Linked DNA regions of Zea mays: region 2 is linked to region 1. Evidence: chromatin contacts called from public Hi-C data. All regions are on one chromosome and are shown on one strand. The core of a region is the stretch at or near the end of the contact, and the rest is flanking DNA. Distances in the headings are between cores, read along the strand shown. Region 1 holds the start of LOC100382373 ([Fructose-bisphosphate aldolase]-lysine N-methyltransferase chloroplastic). Region 2 holds the start of LOC100283829.

Region 1 (5,582 bases), core at 2,173-4,672:
CCTGTAAGGTCGAAGTGCAGAAGTTTCTCGGCAAGGTGAATTATTTATGAAGGTTTATCTCTAACCTAGCCGGGAATATTGATGCATTCACCCATATCCTTTGGCTTAAGAATGATGTCGAATTCGCTTGGGGGCAGAGCAGCAGGAAGCATTTGATCTCATTAAAAAATACTTGTCTTCGGCTCCCGTATTAAAAGCACCACGAGCAGGAGTACCATTCCGATTATACATTGCAGCTGAAGATAAGGTCATTAGGGCTGTTCTGACACAAGAAACTGAAGGAAATGAGCATGTGGTGACATATCTAAGTTGGAGGTTGTTGGATGCTGAAACGAGGTACTCTTTTATTGAGAAGTTATGCTTATGCTTGTTTTATGCATGCACCAAGTGTAGATGTTATTTACTGTCTAGTCATTGCACTGTTTCTGGTCAAGCCGATGTAATTAAATACATGTTGCATAACCCAATTATGAGTGGTAGAATTGGTAAGTGGGCTTATGCACTCATAGAATATGACTTGGCCTATGAACCATTGAAATATGTGAAAGGTCAGGTCGTAGCGGATTTTATTGTAGAACATCGGATTAATGATACTCATAAACTAGACATGTCATACCTCACTATTACTCCTTGGACTTTATATTTTGATAGATCGGTTTGCAATAAAGGGCAAGAGATTGGCATTGTGCTTGTTTCACCAAGTAATATCTCCTTCGACTTCTCTAGCCGATTGAAAACTTATTGCACTAACAATCAAGCCGAATATGAAGCCCTTTTGTTCGGCTTGGAACTTTTAAATTGTATGTGAGTAAAACATGTAAAGTCATTTGGTGATTCTCAGCTGGTCGTCCAACAAGTGTTAGAAGAATATCAATGTTTTGATAGTACTCTAAATAGTTACCTTGAAAAATGTTGGAGCATAATCCATTCTTTTGACGAATTCAGTATTCGGCATATCTCTAGAGTTGATAATCATAGAGCTAACAATTTGGCACAAGATGCATCAGGTTATCGGATAAAGTGAGGGAAATTTCACAATACTGAAAATCTGATAACCAGTGCAGGGCCAAATCCCCAGGTCGCGGACCGTCTGCGTGAAGACGTCGGACCGTCCGGGGTTACCAGGAAAGTTCTCCTAATCGATTCGGCTGATAATAAAGCCAATGCAAGTGATTGGAGGACGCCCATAACTAATTATTTACGAAATCCTAATGTCAGGACAGATAAGAACATTCGGCGTACGACTTTCAAGTATGTTTTAATGAGTGATGAACTCTATCGCCGAACAGTCAACGACGTCCTGCTTAAGTGCTTGGGCCCAGATGATGCTATATTAGCCATGGCCGAAGTACATGAAGGAATTTGTGGTACCCATCAATCGGCTCCAAAGATGAAGTGGTTGTTACGAAGGTCTAGTTTTTATTGGCCTAATATGATAGCTGATTGTTTCAAGTACTACAAGGGTTGCCAAGTGTGTCAAAAATTCGGTGACCTACAATTGGTCCCTGTAGCCGAATTACATCCTATCATCAAGCTTTGGCCTTTTAGAGGATGGGGATTAGACTTTATTGGGAAAATTCATCCTTCATCATCAAAGGGGCATCGGTTCATGTTAGTTGCCACTGACTACTTTACCAAATGGACTGAAGCCGTTGCTCTGAAGAACATGACACACAAGGAGGTAATTGAGTTCATAACTGAGCATATTATTCATAGATTCAACATTCCCCAGACCTTGACTACGAATCAAGGGACTTCTTTTATGTCAAAGGAGGTACGTGAATTTGTTGAATTATATAGAATTAAGTTGTTTAATTCATCTCCATATTATGCTTAGGCCAATGGACAGGCCGAGTCTAGTAACAGGACATTGATTAACTTGATAAAAAAGAAGATATCTGATAATCCTAAGCATTGGCATAAGATTTTGTCCGAAGCTTTATGGGCTCACAGAATATCTAAACATAGTGCTACTAAAGTGTCTCCTTTTGAGCTTGTCTATGGGCAGGAAGCAGTGTTGCCTGTGGAAATAAGTTTGAATGTTGTCAAGTTCGCCAGACAAAATGATCTAATTTTCACTGATTATTACAATGCAATGATGGATAATATTGATGAGGTGACCGACAAGAGGGTGATAGCTTTGGGAGCAATAGAAAAGGACAAGATCATGGTAGCCCGGGCCTACAACAAGGTCAAAGTAAAGTCATTTTAAGTAGGGGACCTGGTGTGGAAGACCATCCTGCCTCTAAGGAATAAAGACCGGAAGTTTGGAAAATGGTCGCCAAGCTGGGAGGGTCCTTATAAAGTAAACATGTAATATTTGGTAACGCCTATTTACTATAAATATTACAAGGCAAGGATTTACCCAAAGCTTTGAATGGACGTTTTCTCAAGCAGTACCATCCTAGTATGTGGCAAGATGCTTAAGAAAATCGATGTGATCACATCGAGTTAAGATGCTTTTGGTTTGCCCATCTCCACCAAAAGGCAGGGGGCATATGTTTGGCACCAAAATGAGCGTGCGGACGGTCCGGCCCTGAGGCCGGACAGTCCGCGCCTGTGGGCCGGACGGTCCGCGCGTGCGCAGAGCAGATTAGGGTTCCGAGTTTTGTGCTACGGTTGTTAGCTAGATTCGCAGAATTAGCTCGGAAATCAGTTGTGTAAAGGGTCCAGCCCCCTCCTGTATAAATAGAGAGGTATACGGCCGATTTGTAATCAGCAATCGAATCAAAACACTTCTATTTCGCATTTATTTCCTATGAGTAGTTATAGTCTAGTTCTAGTTTAGCCTTCCGATCCCCAAATTCTTCGCCTCTACGTGGATTAGAGGAGTCTAGGTCGGCCTGCCCGAGCCTAGATAACTCCTAGGATCTCTCCTCCCCGACGGGGTCTCTCCCGGGAGCGAGATCCAGGCGTCGCCGGCGATCTTCCGCCGCCCGGACCGTCTGGCCGTCAGGCAGTAAGCCCTAGCCCCTGCGCCAGGTCGCGGACGGTCCGGCCCCTCGTCGTGGACCGTCCGCGTCTGACCAGAGAGCACCGTCACGGTTCTTGTTGAGTGTTTGGCGCTCCAAAAAAGCGTCAACAATTTCTTAAAAATATATACTACAGTTGGAGAAGTTCATCTTGAGCTAAAAGCTGTAATTCTGATCGGACGGAGTATCTGAATTGTGTAATTTCGTTGAACGACCCATCTCATATGTGTTCTACAAGGAGCCGATCATCATCTGCCTATGACTTATGAGCGGTCGTGAATCATTTTTGAGATAATTCGTGGAACATCTACAGGATAATTAACCTCCTGTTTCCTAGAGGGAAAACACCTATTGGCACGGACTCGGTCGGCATTTCACCGCTGATCATATCCACTCCCGCCATAATAACTACTTATGGATATGGAAACCAACGGCCGTCGTCGTCCAAACCACTACCTCCGTCGCAGGCGCAGGCCGCGCAGTGCAGGGAATCATGGCCACGCTCTACCAGCACCACCTCCTCCCCCTGCAGCGTCTCCCCAACTCCCCCCGCCGACCGCCTCCTCGCCTCCGCCTCCCCACGAAGCCATCGAGGCACCACAATCGGCAGCTACGACCCCGCGCGGCAGCCAGCACAACGGCCACAGTGTCTGCGATGGAGGACTTCCGCCGGTGGCTCGCCTCTCATGGCGCGGGCGATGGAGGAAAAGCCATTCCAGCCGCCGTGCCGGAGGGTCTCGGCCTCGTGGCGGCGCGCGATCTGCCCCGCGGGGAGGTGGTCGCGGAGGTGCCTAAGAAGCTCTGGATGGACGCCGACGCCGTCGCGGCCTCCGACATCGGCCGCGCCTGCGGCGGCGGAGGGGGCCTCCGGCCCTGGGTCGCCGTCGCGCTGCTGCTCCTCAGTGAGGTCGCGCGCGGGGCGGACTCGCCGTGGGCGCCCTACCTGGCCATCCTCCCGCGCCAGACCGACTCCACCATCTTCTGGTGAGTGAGAGGACGCCGATCGCTCCATTTGTGTTTGGCTGCTTCTGCAGTTCTGCGCTATTCTCGTTCTGATGTTTGAGTGGCGCTTGGTGCCTCCAGTGCAGGTCTGAAGAAGAGCTCCTAGAGATACAAGGTCAGTGTGCAATGCAAAAGTTCTTGCCAGTTGTTGTGTGCTGGGATCTCTCGGTAACTTTTATGCTACTTCTGTCACTTGCAGGAACACAGTTGCTAAGCACCACAGTGGGCGTGAAAGAGTATGTGCAAAGCGAATTTGATAGTGTTCAAGCAGAGATCATAAGCACAAATAAGGACCTGTTCCCAGGTAGCATAACATTTGATGATTTCCTATGGGCATTTGGAATGCTCAGATCAAGGGTGTTTCCAGAGCTCCGCGGAGATAAGCTTGCTCTCATACCATTTGCTGATTTGGTAATATGCAATACATATTGGCGTTTTCCAGATTCTAATCCCACTTGCTACGATTCTTCTTATTGTTGTTAAATGGTCCTAGTTGTAATTTCCATGCTTAAGGTACCATGTCAAAAGGATTCAAATAAGGCATTATTTGAATGTTGGAAATGCATTCTTTAAAATTATTTTGCTTGCTTCGCAAATCAGGTTAATCACAGTCCTAATATCACCTCAGAAGGGTCAAGTTGGGAGATCAAAGGAAAGGGTCTTTTTGGTAGGGAACTCATGTTCTCCTTGCGAACACCAGTGAATGTTAAATCTGGACAGCAGGTACAGATGATGTTCCATTTTTCTGCACTAGGTGCACTGTTTTCATGGCTTTCAGCATCTATATGCAATAGTGGATGCTTCAAGTTCAAGTGACAAGCTAAAACGTGCAATTTGTAACTGAGCACTGAGATTTGCATTTACAGATATATATCCAGTACGATCTGGACAAGAGTAATGCTGAACTGGCACTAGACTATGGGTTTGTGGAATCAAATCCATCAAGGGATTCGTTTACTGTGACCCTGGAAATCTCTGAATCTGATCCATTTTATGGAGACAAGCTTGACATTGCAGAGGCAAACGGACTGGGGGAAACCGCATACTTTGATGTAATCCTCAACGAACCCCTTCCCCCTCAAATGCTCCCTTACCTGCGATTACTTTGCATTGGTGGAACAGATGCATTTCTCTTGGAAGCACTCTTTAGGAATTCAGTTTGGGGCCACCTTGAACTGCCATTGAGTCCTGACAATGAGGAATCAATATGTCAGGCCATGCGAGATGCCTGCAAATCAGCCCTTGCTGACTATCATACCACAATAGAAGAGGTTTACCAATTGATTAGATGTAGCTATTCTTTTCCTTCATCTTTTTTATCTTAATTAATTAATCTTATGAAACATGTGTGGAATATTCAGGATGAAGAACTATCGGGAAGAGAGAATTTGCAGCCAAGACTTGCAATTGCAATTGGAGTAAGGGCCGGTGAAAAGAAAGTACTCCAGCACATTGATGGTATTTTTAAACAGAGGGAGGAGGAATTAGATGGCCTTGAGTACTACCAGGAAAGAAGACTCAAAGATCTTGGTTTAGTCAGTGACAATGGTGAAATTATTTTTTGGGAGTAGTAGATATTTGTTTCTAGTATAGTAGTGCTATTTGTCC
Region 2 (5,582 bases), core at 1,651-4,150, 420 kb before region 1:
CAATGATTGGGCTGACGATGATGCGATGCATGAGATGCTAGATTCGCTACGTGCAGAATTCAACCTAAGCTCCGAGGATCCTGCCACACCAGAGGTTTCCAGATTTTTTAAACTACTAAAAGACTCTGAAGAGCCGTTGCATGAACACACAGATGTGAGTATACTCGCTTTTGTGACTCGGCTCATGTCCATTAAGTCCAAGTACTTTTTCTCGAACAATTGTTACAATGAGATTTTAAAGTTATTAGGAGATGTGCTCCCAAAGCCCAATAAGTTGCCTAAAGACATGTACCAATCAAAGACAATTATCAAAGGTCTCGGTATGGATTATGAGAAGATTGATGCGTGCAAAAATAATTGTATGCTTTTTATGAAGGAGCATGCGAAAGAGAAAAAATGTCTGAAATGTGGACAATCTAGATTTGTGGAAGTTGTTAATGATGAGGGTGAGAAGGTGATGACAGATGTTGCACATAAGCAGCTCCGCTACTTGCCACTAACTCCTCGAGTGAAACGGATGTTTCTATCTAAAAAAACCGCTATGCACATGCGATGGCACAAAGAAGGTGTCCGTGATAACGATGACCTAATCGTGCACCCTTCAGATGGGGATGCATGGAAGGCTCTCGACACGTTTGATCCCGAGTTTGCAGCTGATCCGAGGAATGTTCGAATCGGCCTCGCGGCTTCACACCTTTTGGTCAAATGGCATCATCATACTCATGTTGGCCCGTCTTTGTTATTCCATACAACCTTCCACCTTCTCTTTGTATGAAATATGAATTTATATTTCTTTGCTTAATCATTCCTGGCCCAGACTATCCTGGAAAGAACCTCAATGTCATGTTAAAACCCTTGATTGAAGAGTTGAAGGATCTTTGGAAAGGTGATGAAGCATACGATGTTTTTACAAAACAGATATTCAAACTTCGAGTTGCGTATTTGTGGTCGGTGCATGACTTCATGGCGTATGCTATTTTTACCGGTTGGAGTACACATGGTAGATTGACATGTCCATATTGCGGTTCAGATACAGATTGCTTCCGTCTTGCTCATGGTGGAAAGATCACTTACTTCGATTGTCATCGACGCTGGTTGCCCAGGAAACACCCCTTTAGAAGCGATAAGAAAAACTTTATAAAGAACACTGTGGTCACCAAAGGTCCGCCTAAACGTCTTAACGCGGCAGAAATATATGCTCAGCTGAACAACCTTGTCCTAAATGAAAAGGGGGACAAGTACGAAGGATTCGGAGTGGACCACAACTGGACACATATATGTGGTCTCTGGGAGCTCCCTTATATGTCGTCATTGATTCTTGTGCACAACATTGATGTCATGCACCAAGAAAGTAATGTTGCTGAAGCCCTCATACACACCTGCATGCATTTTGACAAAACAAAGGACAATCTGAAAGCTCGAAGAGATCTAGCAATGCTTTGTGACCGACCAACCCAAGTGCTCAATGACAACGGTAGGCCGCCCCGTGCCTTGTTCTGTCTTACCTCTAAAGACAAGATCGAGGTAATGAGATGGATGAAAAAAATTAAATTTCCCGATGGTTATGCTGCGGGCTTGAAAAGAGCTGTGAATTTGAAAACGGGAAAACTAACTGGGTTAAAGAGCCATGACTTCCATATATTAATGGAGAGGATTATCCCTGTCATGTTTCGTGGTTATATGCCCGACGCCATGTGGCAAGCAATAGCTTATTTTCGGCGGCGTCTGGCCGCCGAAAATGTAGCTGTTGTAGTGCAGGCGAGGTCACCCGATAGTTGGTTTGAGGTCTGGTTAGATCTTTGCTCCAACAATGGTTACTCTCGGTTCCGAAATCGAGACTGGGAGCAATCCTTGGACCTCGGCACAAAGCTATAAATGTCTAGTGCTGGCGGCAGCAGCGAGCATAACCATGAATCTAGTGGCAGGGACCAACGACACAGAACAGTTTTAGGCACAAATGGGAGCTTCAATCCGAGTCATGTGCTAGGCTTGTTCCTAGGCCAAAGTTCATATGTGTAAAAAAAAGTGTGCCAGCTGCCACAACATGTCACATTGGGCCCTCCGCCATTGCAAAATAACACAAAATAACTTATACAATAACTCAAATAACAAAAGTAACAAGTTAATCCCTTACACAACCACTTTGTTCAGTTATCTATAAAAATAGTATATTTATAGTTTGACATGTTATTTATATGATACAAATCACATGTCAAATTAGTTAGCCAACATGAATACATATGATATAAGTGATGTATATATTCTTAAATTACATGTATCATCGGATACCCGTCGGTAAATTTTGATGACAGCATACTGCCTATATATATCTTTATAGGTACTTGAGGCTCATGCACGCGCGGTAAATTTTCATGCTCGTACCTGATATGGAACACCATACCTAATATGAAATCTCATATGTATGGATAAGATTGCCATCCCTATATTAGTCCTGGACCAAGCAAAATATATTTTATGTTTTTATTAATTCGTCTTTGCCAAAAAAGTTGTCACACGATGTCACACACAACTTATATTAGTCAAATGTCCGTGTATTATTACGGTTTTGTATATATCATACGAGTAAATTTTGTTTTAATAAATACAAAATATGTGTGTTCTATTAATTAAGTGGGTGTGAATATGAAGTCAATAACCAAAGTTTGAACCCTTTTGCATAGTTTTATCTTATTTTTGTATAAAGCGAGAAGGGCGGATAACGATGAAAACCGTGGAACCGTGAAAACTAGTACTTTATAGTAGTGATGATGAAATGATATTGTTTTCATCGGTTTTTATTTCATCAATTAAAATGGTGACATGAGTATATTTTTGAAAAAACGAATTAAAAATAAAATTTAATCCGTCAAGGGAAGATGGACTCACGCTCAATGGGCTGAATTTGGGCTTTCCCGTAGAAAACTCAGTCCACGCTTTTGGGCTTTCCCTTTGCCCCTACTCGTCTTCCCCACCGAAGCAGGGTGATGCGGAGGGCGTCGCCTTCGCTGTCTCCGGCGAGGGGCCCGGCGGTCTTCGCCGCCGCGGTCGTGGTGTTTCTGCCGGTCTTATTCCCCGGGTTGTTCTCCCCTCTTGGCCACGCTTTCCCTTCTGTCTTCTCGGTGAGCCCCACTTTCCCCTCCCCACTGTTGCGTCATTCGATTTGAGCAGGCGTAGCGTCATGTCGTCAGCTTGTTTAGTTGCTTCGTGCGGTTTCTGTTGCTAATTTGCGGCGCCTTGGTGAAGCCGCGCCCTTTGTTTGTGGTGCGCAATTGCTGGATCATTTTAGGGGGATTGATGTGGCTGTACTTGTGGAGAAATGGCGTGGCAAAACTGACAAAATTTTAGTTATATTTAATGGTTTATTACGCACCATGTTAGAGAAAATGCAAACTTATGACCTTAGTGGAAATTACTGAACTATAAAGCTACTATCTAAAGAGCTGACTCTTTTGAAGGATCCATGCCTGTATATGTCCTTAAGGATCTTCGTTTTTCTTTTAGTGGTATACTAGTAAATTGCGCGCACCCTGCACGTGTAGAAAATAACGGGGCGTGTAAAAAAGAATTTAGTAATATAAGTAACAGAAATGTTGTAGCTTTCTACCTTAATTGGTTGTCTAGCGAAGCTGATCTAGCTAGACTGGTGGACTTGAAAAGAGTTTGGGATTTAATCGTGCATAGTGACGGATCAAAAATCTAATAGAGTCTTAGACTGATTTTGATATGATAACAAAACATAGCACCCCAAATAAAAGTTCAATTAAAAACAACAAAGTGTGGCGATATTTTGTTCTTTCTTTTGCAAATATTATGACAGATCTTTAGTTTACATAATATTTTAATCATAAGATGCACACAGATATTCTAAATTTGTTCCAAGACTAGTGTACTTTTGTCGTTAGATTAACCAAATTTGATCGCCTAGATATGTGTATTTTTGTCCTCAGAGTAACCAAATTCGATCCAAGAGGTCCACTAACCAATCTAGTCCATTGGGAACGGAAGCACGCCAGCCTTGCCCAGTTGTCGTTCCTGGTGGTGGGCACACGCGCAGCTGCCTCAACCCAAGGACCGATCCATCCAATTCAGTTCTGTGGCGTCTATTCCTCTCTGTCTCCCTCCTGTCTGCGTACTCCGTAGACACGGACTCCTGGATTCAGAGCGGGAGGGCAGAGAGGGCCGGATGGCGGGCTGGCGGCGATGCTGGTGCCTGGTGGGCGCGCTACGGAGGGGGAAGTGGATGCCGACGCGTCTCGCGCCTCCTCGCTCAGCCGCTTCGCAGATTCATGAGTTAGCTACGGAACGTTTCTAGACGTAGGAATGCAAATGGACGGCTGAAAAAAGAAGAACGACATGGACAGTCTAAGCGTTGAGTATTGCTTCCGGCTTTAATATATAGAAATGGGATGAAGTGTGTACTGGAGTACTTGCCTTGATCACCAGTTGGTACTATTGTGTGCATAATGTATGAGATCAACTTATGAGATTATGGTAGAAGTATGCTTCTGGTGAATTATTCTGTAAAAATGTTATATTCCATTTTTGGATTTTGCACATGCCAATGTTTTGTTTCCGGTATTTTGCAGGAGTGGAATGCCCCTAAGCCAATGCATCCTTCTCTTTTGAATGAGGCCTTGCGATGGACAGCTGTGAGTACATCTATGTCAAATGAAAACTGCTGTCATTGTGGTTGATGATATTTTAACATATGTTTTGTTGCAGACAGACGGACAAAAGAAAGATCTATGGTCACCCTTGCCATATCAGGGGTGGAAACCATGCTTAACGCCATCAGTTTCTCACAGTAATTTACTTCTTTTATGTGATGATGAAACATAGTTCCTCTTCCTGTTGAAGAAATTAATTAATTAAACATCTTTTATTTTAATGTTAGAATTACCTCTGGAACCAAGTGGATACATCCAAGTATTTCTTGATGGTGGATTGAACCAACAAAGAATGGGGGTATGCTCTTCTAATTACTATTAGTATGATTTTAGGACATGAGATAGCTTTCTTTATCCAGGCTTTAGATTGGCCAACTCTTTATTCCAATTCTGTAGATATGTGATGCCATTGCAGTTGCAAAGATTCTTAATGCTACTCTTGTGATCCCACATCTTGAAGTAAACCCTGTTTGGAAGGATTCAAGGTGCCTCTGTAGTTTGAAACTATATATTCCATGTTCTCCTGTTGAGGCAGAAATATTTTTTTTTATATATTATACTGGTTCATTTTTTCCTGGCTGCAGCTCATTTGAAGAAATTTTTGATGTGGATCACTTTATCAACTCCCTAAAAGATGAAGTTTCCATTATCAAAGTGCTTCCAAAAGAATTTTCTTGGAGCACAAGAGAGTACTATGGCACAGGCATCCGTGCTACAAGAATAAAAACTGCACCTCTTCATGCCTCAGCAAATTGGTATTTGGAGAATGTCAGTCCTATCCTGCAAAGGTCAGTGACAAATTGAACTTGCAGTGTCTCTATTTGACTATTTGTTATGCATGTAGTTTTACTTTCTGAAGGCGCTTGTATCACAAGACATCTTTCTAGCTCTCTCTTTAATGATGCCTTAGTTGAG

What was found. A called contact is a pair of places that touch in the nucleus more often than the background predicts.
Region 2: a contact with region 1 is called in a Hi-C map of endosperm, with 3 times the contacts expected there. The contact joins the promoter of LOC100283829 here to the promoter of LOC100382373 in region 1. A contact is called at or near these places in 5 of 25 Hi-C or Micro-C datasets (bundle sheath, ear, endosperm and 2 more).

Annotation. Positions count from the first base shown.
Region 1 is chr7:115,536,248-115,541,829 of Zm-B73-REFERENCE-NAM-5.0, reverse strand. LOC100382373 ([Fructose-bisphosphate aldolase]-lysine N-methyltransferase chloroplastic) reads left to right here and starts at 3,422. Exons shown (of 6, transcript NM_001175118.1): 1 at 3,422-3,956; 2 at 4,061-4,089; 3 at 4,174-4,385; 4 at 4,575-4,697; 5 at 4,841-5,245; 6 at 5,336-5,582. The coding sequence starts at 3,466. The coding sequence ends at 5,545.
Region 2 is chr7:115,953,150-115,958,731 of Zm-B73-REFERENCE-NAM-5.0, reverse strand. LOC100283829 reads left to right here and starts at 2,900. Exons shown (of 10, transcript NM_001156727.2): 1 at 2,900-3,119; 2 at 4,587-4,649; 3 at 4,723-4,804; 4 at 4,895-4,965; 5 at 5,064-5,152; 6 at 5,252-5,455. The coding sequence starts at 2,985.